Regions from separate parts of the Mus musculus genome. Here all the other regions are linked to region 1. A link is a contact called in public HiChIP or PLAC-seq data. All regions are on one chromosome and are shown on one strand. The core of a region is the stretch at or near the end of the contact, and the rest is flanking DNA. Distances in the headings are between cores, read along the strand shown.

Evidence for each region. HiChIP or PLAC-seq counts read pairs in DNA pulled down with a chosen protein or histone mark.
Region 2: a contact with region 1 is called in an H3K27ac HiChIP or PLAC-seq map of trophoblast stem cells, with 2.5 times the contacts expected there. The contact joins the enhancer-like site here to the promoter of Particl in region 1. A contact is called at or near these places in 1 of 39 promoter capture datasets (cranial neural crest), 1 of 484 Hi-C or Micro-C datasets (cranial neural crest) and 6 of 115 datasets of contacts at active chromatin or transcription factors (the 230-238 cell line, embryonic stem cells, epiblast stem cells and 2 more).
Region 3: an H3K27ac HiChIP or PLAC-seq map of embryonic stem cells shows a contact between it and region 1, with 5 times the contacts expected there. The contact joins the enhancer-like site here to the promoter of Particl in region 1. A contact is called at or near these places in 4 of 39 promoter capture datasets (cranial neural crest, embryonic stem cells, maxillary cranial neural crest and 1 more), 1 of 15 datasets of contacts at CTCF or cohesin (embryonic stem cells), 60 of 484 Hi-C or Micro-C datasets (the AML12 cell line, B cells, the C2C12 cell line and 25 more), 16 of 115 datasets of contacts at active chromatin or transcription factors (the 230-238 cell line, astrocytes, embryonic limb bud and 6 more) and 1 of 9 other capture datasets (embryonic stem cells).
Region 4: a contact with region 1 is called in an H3K4me3 HiChIP or PLAC-seq map of embryonic limb bud, with 4 times the contacts expected there. The contact joins the enhancer-like site here to the promoter of Particl in region 1. A contact is called at or near these places in 11 of 39 promoter capture datasets (the 3T3-L1 cell line, 3T3-L1-derived adipocytes, embryonic stem cells and 5 more), 1 of 484 Hi-C or Micro-C datasets (B cells), 7 of 115 datasets of contacts at active chromatin or transcription factors (astrocytes, embryonic limb bud, embryonic stem cells and 1 more) and 1 of 9 other capture datasets (pancreatic islet).

What each region holds. Positions count from the first base shown.
Region 1 is chr6:72,437,127-72,440,439 of GRCm38.p6, reverse strand. Particl (promoter of Mat2a antisense radiation induced circulating long non-coding RNA) reads right to left here and starts at 1,757. Exons shown (of 1, transcript NR_046011.1): 1 at 1-1,757. Mat2a (methionine adenosyltransferase II, alpha) reads left to right here and starts at 884. Exons shown (of 9, transcript NM_145569.5): 1 at 884-1,094; 2 at 2,992-3,069. The coding sequence starts at 1,004.
Region 2 is chr6:72,850,330-72,853,642 of GRCm38.p6, reverse strand. Kcmf1 (potassium channel modulatory factor 1) reads left to right here. Exons shown (of 7, transcript NM_019715.2): 4 at 3,159-3,260. Among named protein-coding and RNA genes, the nearest start is that of Kcmf1, 48 kb to the left of the region's middle. Within about 2 kb of position 1,767, at least 18 of the 459 cell types and tissues checked have an H3K27ac peak or open chromatin away from gene starts, as enhancers often do. A contact at or near this core is called in trophoblast stem cells, where this site is marked.
Region 3 is chr6:72,827,277-72,830,589 of GRCm38.p6, reverse strand. No RefSeq gene overlaps it. Among named protein-coding and RNA genes, the nearest start is that of Tcf7l1, 40 kb to the right of the region's middle. Within about 2 kb of position 1,544, at least 7 of the 459 cell types and tissues checked have an H3K27ac peak or open chromatin away from gene starts, as enhancers often do. A contact at or near this core is called in differentiating embryonic stem cells and embryonic stem cells, where this site is marked.
Region 4 is chr6:72,804,440-72,807,752 of GRCm38.p6, reverse strand. No RefSeq gene overlaps it. Among named protein-coding and RNA genes, the nearest start is that of Tcf7l1, 17 kb to the right of the region's middle. Within about 2 kb of position 1,637, at least 18 of the 459 cell types and tissues checked have an H3K27ac peak or open chromatin away from gene starts, as enhancers often do. A contact at or near this core is called in embryonic limb bud, where this site is marked.

The DNA of each region.
Region 1 (3,313 bases), core at 508-3,007:
CACACACGAAAGAAGCATTCATATTCTCTCGAACAGATTGGAACGTCCATTTCTTCCTAGGAAGCATGGAAAACCAAGCCATGCAAAGTCAGATTTAGGATAGAAAAGAATCTAGTACCGTCTCAGACTACGGGGGTCCACGAGGCTCGGCGAGGGGGGAGGGGAGGCCGCCGGCAAGTGGCAATTGTTCGGAAAAACAATACAGCATTCCTGCTAGTTGGCTTTACAGCCATTTTCCCCAGAGCAGTTACTCGAGGCATGACTAACGGTAGGGCTAGAACCCCTCACAATCTCTCGTTCCCCGGAGGGAACCGTGTAGGATGGATAAGGGCAGTGCCTATTAGCCTCCGCTGGCCAGTCAACATGGCCACCTTCACATGGCAGAGGGCCACCCGGCGCTGGTGCACGAGGTGGCGAATGGAGGGTGGTGGTGGCAGGAAAGACCCTCGGCGAGAGCCACAGCACAAAACGGCCGCCACCGCCACGGCCGCCGCTGGGAGGCGCGCGCGCCGGCAGACCTCCGTGGGCAACGGTCGGAGGGATGTACCATACCCTCGTACAGGGGAGGCCGTCCTTCAAATCCAAATCCTCTCTTCTCCAGCAATCAACGTGGGGATGGGCGTAAACCCCAAGTCTACTCACTTACATCTCCATTTAACCCACGCCATCAAGATGACTAACTACTGGCAGGAGGCCCGGTTAGCTCTGCTCGCCCCCCCCATCGGTAGAATGGTTCAGCCGGAGCTCGGCTCGGCGGACCTCCCTGCCAACCCCCATCCGCCCGCCCGCGGCGCATTGGCGCGCGACGCCGAGGGGCGGAGCCCGAGCCGGGCGCGCGCGACCCCCTGCTCTATAAATACTGGGCCGCTTCGCCCGCCGCTCCGTTCGCTCCGAGTCTCCAGCCTGCCGAGAGCTGAAGCGATCCTCCCTCTGTGTCTTCCGCAGCCCTCCGCCTCGCCGCCTCTCAGTCTCCTCAGAGTCGCCCTCTCTCACCGCCGCCGCCATGAACGGGCAGCTCAACGGCTTCCACGAGGCGTTCATTGAGGAGGGGACGTTCCTCTTCACTTCCGAGTCTGTAGGGGAAGGTCACCCAGGTGAGCCGACGGGGACTCGGAGGAGGGAAGGGCGGAGGGCAGTGGCGCTGGGGGTGGTCGAGGCCGTCTCCGGCGGCGGTGGGCATGGCAGCGGCCGCGCGCTTCCCTCGTGGCGCCGCGAGTTTGCAATGTGCGGCCCCGCTCCCCTCCCCCTTTCTCCGCTCCTCATCCGGCGGCGCGCCCCGGCATGCGGAAGGTTCCAGAAATCGAGAAGGGCGGGGGCTCGAGGCAGTTTTGAGATCGGCGCGGGGAGGGCACTGCTTCCTCCTCTTTAGTCCCGTCGCCTGGAAAAACCTCAAGTGGGCGACCCCGCCCCGCGTGCTCGCGTCCGGCCGCCGGGAGCGCGCGCCCCGCATTGCAGCGGCTACCACGTGTTCGCCGCATGTGGAATTGGGGCGAAGCGGAGCTGGCGGCCTCTACCCACCCGACCCCTAGTTTGGAAGTGGGGGCTGGTGTCTCCGAAGGTCCCATCTCTAATATCCCTGACTTCCGGCCCCTGGAAAACGCTTAAGAGCATGGGTAGACATGCCCTTTAGCCTTCAAGGTGACAGACTGCCACTGACTAAATATAGCGCGAATTAGAGAAGGCATCCCTTATTTAGAGTGTGCTTGAAAAGGATGAAGTGCATGAATTAAGTGTATACTCCCATCGCGTTAGGTTTCGTTTTAAAGTCTTCCCTTTGGTCTTTTTCCTACAACTAAAGGAGGATTTATTTCATGTTTCCTTAAGGCTTTGTCCACTGAACCGCCATGATGAGATCGGTTATAATGAATCTATTATATGGACTTTGGGTTTCAGATGGAACATAACCATTTAGTAAATACTAATATTCAGTTTGAGCTGTTTCCGTTCGCAGGGGGTCCACAGCAATATTATTACATGGCTTGTGAGGAGCATCTTGATGAGTGATGGTTGAAAGACAAGTGTTGCTGTGGCTCCTCCCACACTCCCCTCAAGGAAAGGAGTATCTCCATATCTATTGAATCACTCCTTAGTACAGCCATTAGATTCCATCTTAAGGTTCTGTGGCTGCAATACACATTTTGGGGTAGTAACAAAAATCAAGGAACATAGAGCCAAGCACAGTGGTACACTAACTACTACAATCCCAGCGTTTAAAGTATGGAAGCAGTTTAGTTTGTCAGCCTGGGCCACGTGTAAGACCCTGTCTCAATACCACAAACATTCCAGACCAGGATACTGCCATTTTCTAAATTGATGAATCAAGGAGAAATTGGATATGGCTTAGAGCACACTTGAAAGTTTCCTGGAGCCGAAGGCAGAGGCAGGTGGATTTTTCTGAGTTCCAGGACAGCCAGGGCTATAACCCTGTCTCAAAAAAAAAAAAATTACTGCATTTTTTGTTTGCTGGTGTTTCTTCTGTTAAATTTATTTTCATGGTTAAAAAAAAAATCTCATTTCCCTATTGTCTAATAATAGGGGAAATGGACTGTTTTAAGAAGTTAATGACCTGACAGTTGGCTCTTTAGTAGGTTTGTAACATTTTAAATGTGGGGGATAAAAAGAACAGTTGTCTCTAAAATACACTGTGAGGTTATTTCCTATGGTAGGCTTTGAGATATCAAAATAAATCATTTTGACTTTGATTAATCTGAAGGGCAGAGGCAGGTGGATCTCTTGAGTTCAAGGCCAGCCTGGTTTACAGAGCAAGTTCTAGGACCGCCAGAGCTGCACAGAGAAACATGTCTTCAAAAACAAAAGACTGGAGATTCTCCCTCTCACCTTGCAAATACTACTATAACTTTACATCAAGCTTCTGTCACCTACAAATTCATAGCTATATTTGCTTCTTGGGTTGCACATAAACTGCTAGTTACATGATGAGATAGGGTTAGTAGTAATAGTTAAGTTGAACCAGGAACTTTTATTTTCCAGATAAGATTTGTGACCAAATCAGTGATGCTGTCCTTGATGCACACCTTCAACAAGACCCTGATGCTAAAGTGGCTTGTGGTAGGTACAGAGCACTTGTTTATGAATGGCAAAAAAGGCGTTTGAAGCAAAGTTTTGTGGTATAGGTAATACCAGCTACTTGGGAGGTTGAGGCTGGTAGCAAGTTAAATGCCTATGTGAGTAATTTACTAAGACCTTATCTGAAAAACAGAACATGAAGCCAAGCCCAGTGATACAGCTTATATAACATGATTGAGTTCCTCAGCAAAAACCCCCCCCTTAATATTTTAAGTATAAAACTTTG
Region 2 (3,313 bases), core at 518-3,017, 410 kb before region 1:
AGAACCATTAGCCACGAAACTGTGCCCTGGTTTTGGTGTAGATATTCAGGTCCTTTACAGAAAAATGCCATCTCCATTGTCACGCCAGTACCCTTGTCTGAGAAGCAAAGGATGATGGGTACTGTGTGTATGACCTTGTGGAAATCTGACAGCCCTAAGCATGCTGATTACGTGAATGAGTGTGCATCATCATACCCAAGGAAGCTGTCCCTCTCAAGATGATCGTTGCTAGAGAATGGATGTGTGCTTAGTGGCACCAGAAAGTAACAGAAGGACATAAATGATGCTGAGAATTCATAAGCTTTGGAACAGACATTCTTAAGAAGGAAAAAATTTTCCATGGCTCCAAACTTAATACATTTTCAGAGGAATTGATACATGGAGTTCAATTCAGATATTTTCTCAAGAGATATATGGTACTTTATAGAAGTCCAGCTGTCTCCACCTCCCCAGCACTAGAATCGAAGCACGTGCCATCAAACCCAGCAACTTTCCTTAGCATCGGCTCCTAAGGAATCAAACTTGGATCCTTGTGACTGGAAGGCAGCATGGTTTCTCTGAGGCAGAGTGGAGAGTGCGAGTGTCTAGCAATACGGAAGCCACGGCTTGGGCTGGGAAGACTTGGGGCAAACCCAGGCCTGAGAATGGATTCAAGTGGATATAGTAGGATGTTGGGCTTCGTGTGAGCTCTCTATGTACCTGAATATACACACCATTTCCAGTCAGACAGTATTTAGGGAAGGGCTTCTATATAGAAGAACTGGTCTCCAAAACACAAAAGCTTGTAGTCTAACTAGGCAGAAGCACCTAGAAAGTTGAGTAAGCAGTCATCCCAGAGCACAGGAGCGACACCAGGTGGCCTGCGTTTCTAGGGAAGAGCTCACAGTTCGTAAATTCAAGAGCAGAGACCACTGCTTTTCTCTTCAAGGGAGGAGAAATCCTGACCGTTGTAAACTGGACTTGAGAGTGTGCTTGCTGGCTTCTGTCACTTCCCTTGGCACATTCCACCCTGACCTTTCCAACTCTGTCTTCAGCCCGTCCTTGTTTTTTTTCTTGTGAGCATCCTTAGGTTTTCTTAGTTATTTTTCAGGCTTGAGGCATAAGTAATCAGGACAGCCAGTTGGGCATTAGAGACTCGTTACCAAATCACAGTCATACTCTCAGGGCCTTCTGCTCTCAGAAAAAATGGAAAGTGTGTTTACTTGGGAGCCAGGAGTCAGATTGGTCAGCCTTCTGCTCTGTGTTTCAGCATTGATCTGATGCCATCTTGCCAGTTTCCTCCTCGAGTGCTGCTGTAAGCCAGCTCCCATAGACTCTAATGGCCGGAGTCTTCCACTTGTCACATGACTAGTGAGGTGTTGACATGCTCACACACCTCAGCTTTCAGCTCCAGTCCTTGTCTGTGTCTTAGGATTTGGAAACTTTTCCTATGTCACGGAAGGAATAATTTTTTACTCTTTTCTGTCTTCCACCTCCCATTCACTAATTGTGGTAAAAAGTTTTTCAAAATGGCCTTTCCAGCAATTGGCTAGAGATTTTCGGCGGCTGATCCTGCCCACCTCTGTAAGTTCTAACCCCAAAGCCTAACCCCTCTTCCGTTTCTCCTCCATTTTGGCTCTTCTTTGTATACTGGCCAAAATCCTGAGCACCCTTGCCTGGCACTCTCATTCCCACTCATCTCTGAATCTCCCCCACGCTCCGCTCAGCTGCTCACCCCTGTGGCTGAACACATCCCCTCTTGGACCCTGTCTTCTCCACTGCCCCCTCCTGGCAGCTGCCAAGATTACCTGCCCTGTGGTTTTCGCTCAAGCTTTGGGGAAAGAAGGGAGTTCCTTTCCAACCATCATCTCCTCTACCCGTGTGCACATTGTTTTATTCTTACATGTTGTTTCTGTCTCTGGCCATTAGGCAAACAAGGAAGTTACTAACTCCTTGATCTTGATCTGCTTACAGACTCTCACACTACCCACCCCCCTGGGAAATACGGTTCCTCCTCTTCCTCTTTCCTCTTCCTCTTCCTCTCCCTATGCTTTCTTCCTCCTCCTCCTCCTCCTCCTCCTCCCATCTTCAAGTTGTTTCAGAAATGATCAGTGCTCATTTGTGCATTAATTATCTCATTCATCTTATTGTATACACATTCTATAGCTATTTCATAGCTACCTGCCTTACTTTCCATGGCTGTGAAGGGACACCATGGCCTTGCCATCTCCCATAAAGGAAAACAGTTCATTGAGGCTGGCTTTATAGTTTCAAAGATACAGTCCATTATCATCATGGCAGGAAGCATGGCAGCATGCAGCTAGACATGGTGCTGGAGAAGGAACTAAGAGTTCTACATCTTAATCTGCAGGCAGCAGAAGGGGGCTATGTCTCAACTTTGAGCATAGTTTGAGCATATATAACCTCAAAGCACAGTAGCATACTTCCTCCAGCAATGCCATACCTACCTCAACAAGGCTACACCTCTTAACGGTGCCACTTCCTATGGGCCAAGCACATGAGTGTGAGGACCAAACCTGTTCAAACCACCATGATACCCTTTTCATTCTTTCTCTCCTCCCCCTCTCTCCCTCCCTTTCCCTCTTCCCCCTCCCTCACTCTTTCATTCTTTTCTTCCTCCCTCCCTCCCTCCCTCCCTCCCTCCCTCCCTCCCTCCCTCCCTCCCTCCCCCCTTCCCTTCCTTCCTTCCTTCCTTCCTGGGACAAGATTACTCTCTGGCCTGGAACTTGCCAGATAGACTAGACAAGCTATGCAGAGAACCCCAGGTATCCTCCAGTCTGTTTCTCCAGAGCACAGCTGTACTGTAGCCAAGCATTTGCTGTTCTATTTGGGGATTGACCCTTAACTACCTTTGGAGAAGTATGCCTTACCTTATGTCTGATATCAGCATTCAAGGCTGAATTTTAGGTAAAAATGTTTATTTTTTAAAGTTTTGCCCAGAACTGTTTGGCTAGACCACGCAAATGTGGCTCAGCCCTACCGATAGACAACTCTGCTGGAAATCAAATTTGAACTATTTAGAACTGCTGTGTGTGACCCTGAGAGATGGCCCTGCAGTTGAGTGACAAAAGTGCTTGCTCAGACCTGCAGTGTCTTTGCTGGGTTGGAACTGGGCCTCAGCAACTCTGTACTGACTCTGTGCTTTCTCTTCATTGCAGATTTGTCCCATATGTGCAGCGTTACCTGGAGGAGATCCTAATCATGTCACAGATGACTTTGCAGCTCATCTGACACTTGAACACAGAGCCCCTAGAGATTTAATATCCTTTCAGGAGGGTTTGCTGGTGGTATTGGTGCTTTGATTGTTGTTGAG
Region 3 (3,313 bases), core at 295-2,794, 390 kb before region 1:
GACACTGAGGATATGGCGATTACAAAGCATTTTGAAAATGATTGCACATAAACCCCTAGTTGATATTGCTAGTGAAAGGCAGGAGGTGGGGGGCTGAAGAGATGGCTCAGCAGTTAAGATGGTGTTCTCCTATTCCTGGGGACAGGACACAGCACCCACACAGGGTGGCTCACAACCATCTGGAACTCAAGCTGAGGGTATCTGTTATCTTCTTCTGACTTCAAGCACTGCACTAATGAGAACATAGAGAAATAATTGGGGGGAAGGGCCACAGGTGTGGTGGCACAGGCTTTTAATGCCAGCACTCAGGAGGCAGAGACAGGCAGATCTGAGTTTGAGGCCAATCCAATCTACATAGTGAGTTCCAGGATAGCCAGGGCTATGTAAAGAGAATCTGTCTCCAAAGATATCAAAGTAAATAAGTAATAAGGCTGGAGAGATAGCTTAGTGGCTAAAAGCACTGGCTGCTCTTGCAAAGGACCCAGGTTCAATTCCCAGCACATACGTGGTGGCTTGTAACTGTAGCTCCATTCTAAGGATCTGACACCTTCTTCTGGCCTCTGCAGGCATTAAGCATGCATGTGGTAGACAGACAGACAAATAGGCAACACACCCATGCACACAAAATAAAACTAAAATTTAAAGTATAAATAAGCCGGGCAGTGGTGGCACACTTGGAGGCAGAGGCAGGCAGATTTCTGAGTTTGAGGCCAGCCTGGTCTACAAAGTGAGTTCCAGGACAGCCAGAGCTATGCAGAGAAACCCTGTCTCGAAAAACCAACATCATCATCATCATCATCATCATAATGATGTATAAATAAATAGTAATTTTTAAATGCAAAGTTGGAGGCAGTTCTGGGGATAGAGCTCACTTTGTAAAATGTTTCATCTAGTATGTAAAAAGCCCTTGAGAAAATTCTGGAAGGAGAATGTCTTAGGGTTTCATTGCTATGAAGAGACACCATGACCAAGGCAACTCTTCTAAAAGAAAACATTTAATTGGAGCTGGCTTACAGTTTCAGAGGTTTGATCCATTATCATCAATCATGGTGGGGAACTTAACCACGTGCAGGCATACATGGTGCTGTAGGAACCCAGAGTTCTACGTTTCCACAGAAGGAGACTGTGTGCCACACTGGGTGTAGCTTGAGCATTTGTGAACTCAAAGCCCGCTATATCCTGTGACAGGTAGGGACTGAGGGATGCTGGGAGAACCTGGCAGCCAGGTCCACTTTGATATGTTAAATAGGTACCTCAGCCATTTGTCCTAGGTTTGAGACTTTACAGGCAATGGGAAGAGAAAGATTTAAGAAACAACAAAATCCTCCTAGGCAGGAACTTAGCCCAAGGAGACCGTGCTTGCCTAGTGTGTGAGATGCTCTGGGTTCAAACTCCAGTGCCACAAACAAGCAAGCAAACAAATGTCCCTTCTCCTCCCTTCCCCTCAGCCCCTGGAGCCTTTGTTTCATCTTTTACTTAGGTGCAAATGTGGACGCACATGAGTGTAGTGCCTGTGGATGCCAGAAGAGGGCAGCAGTTAACTGGGACTGAGGTTACAGGAGGCTAGGAACAGCCTGACATAGGTCCTGGGAACCACACTGGGGTCCTACACAAGAGCAGTGTTCAGTCTTAAGCATTGAGCAGTCAGCCCAGCCCTGATGTTGCTCTTTAGTGGTAGTTCAGTCTGGGCCTTATTTCTTCCCGGAGAGGAAAATAGGGCTGACCCACAGAGGATCTGAGTTCAAATTCTTAGACCCCACATAAAAAGCTATACACTGCTATGTGGGTAGCCTCAGTGCTGTGAGGGACAAACATGGGGGATTGTTATGGCTTGCTGGCAGCCAGTCTATCTCCAGGTTCAGTGAGAGGCCCTGTCTCTGGGAATAAGGCAGAGTGGTAGAGCAGGACACCAGATATGCTCTTCTGGCCCCCAGATACCTTTGCACACATATCCACATACATCACACATACAGGTCTCAATGAAAAGGGAATAGGGAGGTGTTGCGGCCGCCAGCAGCTCGTAACGTGAACGGTTCGACTGATATGGCTACTCAAGCTGTAAGAGAGGAATCTAGGGGGCGAAAGAAGAAACGGAGCTAAGACAAATTCATTCTGATCAAAACTCAAATTTTATTGTTGCGACACTAGTTATGAAGGAAGGGGGAGGGGACCCGATTCCCGCCGAATAATCTCTGATCCAGTAGAAAGGTGAGCACGTGTGTGGCTCCAAACAGCAAAGCGGCAGGTTCCAGCAGTGGGCGTGGCAGAACGAATGAGCAGGAAGCTCCACCCCTGAGCAAGCAGGTTTCAGGCTGGGGGAGGGGAGACTACAGGGAGGTGGGGACTTTAGCTTAGGAAAAGACATCTGCTGCCACTGTCAAGCCTGTCAGAGCCCCCAGCCTCCCATGGCTTTATAATCTTTCTGGTCAGTTTCTTAATCGAGGGCCCACCTTTCAAGAGAAGTCGTGTTGACCAATTAAAAAATCTTTTTTAGGCAGGGCATGGTAACACACAGCTTTAATTCCAGCACTTGGGAGAGAGAGGCAGGCAGATCTCTTAAGTTCAAGGTCAGCCTGGTCTATGTAGTGAGTTCCATAACAGGTTATGTAGAAAGATCTTGTTAAAATTAAGTAAATAAGTAAACAAATAAATAAACCAAAAAATGAGAAAAAAACAACAACAAAAATCTTTTCAGAAAATGGAAACACTCATCTGTCATCCCAGCACACCTGTCATGCCAGCACACCTGTCAGTCAGTCATCCTAGCACACCTGTCAGTCATCCTAGCACACCTGACAGTCATCCCAGCACACCTGTCAGTCATCCTAGCACACCTGTCATCCCAGCACACTTATCAGTCATCCCAGCACACCTGACATCCCAGCACACTTATCAGTCATCCCAGCACACCTGACATCCCAGCACACCTGACATCCCAGCACACCTGACATCCCAGCACACCTGACATCCCAGAGAGGGATAAGGTAAGGTGAGAGGACCATGAGTTCCAGGCCAGCCTTGACTACAGAGTGAGAACCATTCTCAAAACCCAAAAGGGGGGGAGGGGGTGGTGGTGAGAGACAAAAAAGGCTGAGCTGTGATGGCACACACCTTTAATCCCATCATGGGAGGTAGAGAACATGTGAGTCTGAGGCCAGCCTGGTCTACATAGAGTGTTCTAGGCCAGCCAAGGCTATATAATGAGGCCCAGTCTTTTTTTTTTTTTTTTTAAGATTTATTTATTTACTATATGTAAGTACACTGTAGCTGTCTTCAGACACTCCAGAAGAGGGCGTCAGATCTTGTTACAGAT
Region 4 (3,313 bases), core at 388-2,887, 370 kb before region 1:
TTTATAGTGGTAAAATGGTTCAAATGTTTTACAGTTTAATTCATGCCTGTTGTTTTAAGTATTGTTTATCCTGAATGCATGTCAGTTTTTAAAATTCTTTATTTATATATTTAGTGTGTGTGTGTGTGTGTGTGTGTGTGTGTGTGTGTGTATGTGTGTGTGTACTCTGTAGACCAGACTCTACCTGCCTCTGCCTCCTATAGGCCTGCACTACCGCTGCCTGGATGCTTTTGAAAATTGTTGCCGGTTGTGGTGGTGCACTCCGGTAGGATTTGCTGAAGGAGGCAGAGGCAGGAGGATCATGAGTTCGAGGTCAGCCTGGGCTACATATTTTGGGGTTGGAGAGATGGCTCAGTGGTTAAGAGCACTGACTGCTCTTCCAGAGGTCCTGAGTTCAATTCCCAGCAACCACATGGTGGCTCACAACCATGTGTAATAGGATCTGATGCCCTCTTCTGGTGTGTCTGAAGAGAGCAATGGTGTACTCATATACATAAAGTAAATGAATAAATATTTTTTTAAAGATTTATTTATTTATTATATGTAAGTACACTGTAGCTGTCTTCAGACACACCAGAAGAGGGCATCAGATCTTGTTACAGATGGTTGTGAGCCACCATGTGGTTGCTGGGATTTGAACTCCGGACCTTTGGAAGAGCAGTCGGGTGCTCTTACCCACTGAGCCATCTCACCAGCCCAAATGTGTAGCCCAGGCTGGCCTCGAACTCGTGATCCTCCTGCCTCTGCCTCCTTCAGCAAATCCTACCGGCGTGCGCCACCACTGCCGGCAATATTTTTTAAAAAAAGAAAAGAAAAGAAAATTTTTGAGATAGAACCAAGTGTTAGGCCTGGAGGTACACCCTTGTCATTTCAGCACTCAGGAGGCAGAAGCAGCAGGATCGGGAATTTAAGATCATTGTCAGCTGTTAGTGTACAGCTATAGTTTATAAATTACCCTAGGCTAAATGAAGCTCTCTATTAAAAAAGACAAAAAGATGCCAGGTGGTGGTGGCACAAGTCTTTAATCTCAGCACTAGAGAGGCAGAAGCGGGCAGATCTCTGACTTTGAGGCTAACCTGATCTACAAGGAGAGTTCTACGACAGCCAGGGCTACATGGAGGAACCCTGTCTCTAAAAACAAAACAAACAAACAACAACAACAACAAAGAGAGACAAAAGGATGAAGCTGGAAATATAGCTTAACTGGTAGAGGGCCTGGGCAGTATAACTGAAGCTCTTGACTCCGTTCCCACCACTGCAGAGACCCTGTGACCTCAGGGAGGTGGGAGCGGAGGATCAGAAGTCCAGGGTCACTCTTGATTACATATAGAGTATGAGGCTAGCCTGGGACACATGAGACACTGTCTAAAGGAATAGAAAAGTCAAGAGATTTCAAAAATGGATCCAGCTTGGGTCTCTAGCTCAGTCATAAAGCATTTGCCTAACACGTGCAGGCCCTGGGTTGGGTTCCCTGAACCACACGCAAAACAGCAAATTTGGAAGATCTTACACATGTGAAAAGCAGGAAGACTCACACCCACCAAGCTCCGGGGAGTCATTTGAGCTATGTTGTTCATCACACAGCCAGTCTGAGAAGGGCAGCCATGAATCACCTCCATAAAAAGTCACTTTAGTACAGGTTTTATGGTTCTTTAATTGGTTGGCTTGGGCTCTTTGAGACAAGGTCTCACTCTCTAGCCCAGGCTGGTCTGGAATATGTGGCAATTCTCCTGCCTCAAATTTCCAAATGCTGAGAGTACTGGTATGTGCCATGGCATCTGGCTTCCTTTTAGGTTTCAGTGGAGAAAAAGGCATACATTACACGCCATCTCTCATTGTACAGACACACTGCAGTGTGGGGCTTCAGTGCAGGGCTCTGCCCGGGACGCATCTTCAGTGGTTTGATCCTTTTTGGTTTTTCGAGACAGGGTTCCTCTGTATGGCCCTGGCTATCCTGGAGCTCACTTTATAGACCAGGCTGGCCTCGAACTCAGAAATCTGCCTGCCTCTGCCTCCCAAGTGCTGGGATTAGAGGCGTGTGCCACCACGCCGGGCCTTTCTTCTTCTTCTTCTTCTTCTTCTTCTTCTTCTTCTTCTTCTTCTTCTTCTTCTTCTTCCTCTTCCTCTTCCTCTTCCTCTTCCTCTTCCTCTTCCTCTTCTTCTTCTTCTTCTTCTTTTTTTTTTAATGTTTTTGTTACATTTTCTACTTGTTTTTTTGGAGACATGCATTTACCCATGCCTATAGAGGTTCGGGGATACATGCTGGAATTGGTTCTTCTCTTCTACCACGGAGTTTCCAGGAATCAAACTCAGGTTGTCAAGCTTGGCAGCGAGTGCCTTTTCCAAGTAACCCATCTCACTGTCCTCCTTTTCCAAATTACAGTAGTGTGTGTGTATGTCTCACGCGCACCTGCCTGCCTGTGAGGTTGTGCGCATGCGCATAGGCATGTGTGCCTCAGAAGGATGTGGAAGCCAAAGAGTAACATGTGTGAGTTCTCTCTTTTCACCTCGTGGGTCCTGGGTTTGAACTCAGGTTGTCAGGTTTAGCAGCAAGCACATTTATCTACTCAGTGATCCGCCTGACAGACACACACACACCTCTTTTAATAAGATTTTAATCTTGCATAATATAAAATAACCGGGGCTGGTGAGATGGCTCAGTGGTTAAGAGCACCGACTGCTCTTCCGAAGGTCCTGAGTTCAAATCCCAGCAACCACATGGTGGCTCACAACCATCCATAACAAGATCTGATTCCCTCTTCTGGTGCGTCTGAAGACAGCTACAGTGTACTCACATATAATATAATAAAATAAATAAATCTTTAAAAAAATATATATATATAATAACCAATTAAATTGTTTTGTTTTGCTTCTTTGTTTGTTTAGAAAGGTTCTATCTATGCAGCCCTGGCCTGCCAGGTACGTGTAGACCAGGCTGGCCTTGAGAACTTGGAGCAATCCTCCTGCCTCTCCCTTCCTTGTTATGGGTTTACATGTGTGAGTCACCACACCTGGCTGATTTTTATTTTCTTGAAGGAAAAGCTGAAGGTTTCTTTACCTAAACTACTGATTTGTGTTCATCCCCTCGGATGGGAGGGGATGGATGTGCTGGTGACGTCGCTCCCACAGGGAGCACCAACAGGGAGCACCACCAGGGAAGCAGCAATCTCCACTGACATCAGCACCGCGGGCCGACATCTGAGGAGTCTATCTGCCTGACTCTCATGTAAGTATATGAGCTCAAGTACCGAGAGCTCTAAGTAGAGTGTTCTTGCAGTTCTGGGACCTAAAAATCATTTTAGGAGTTTGTGTA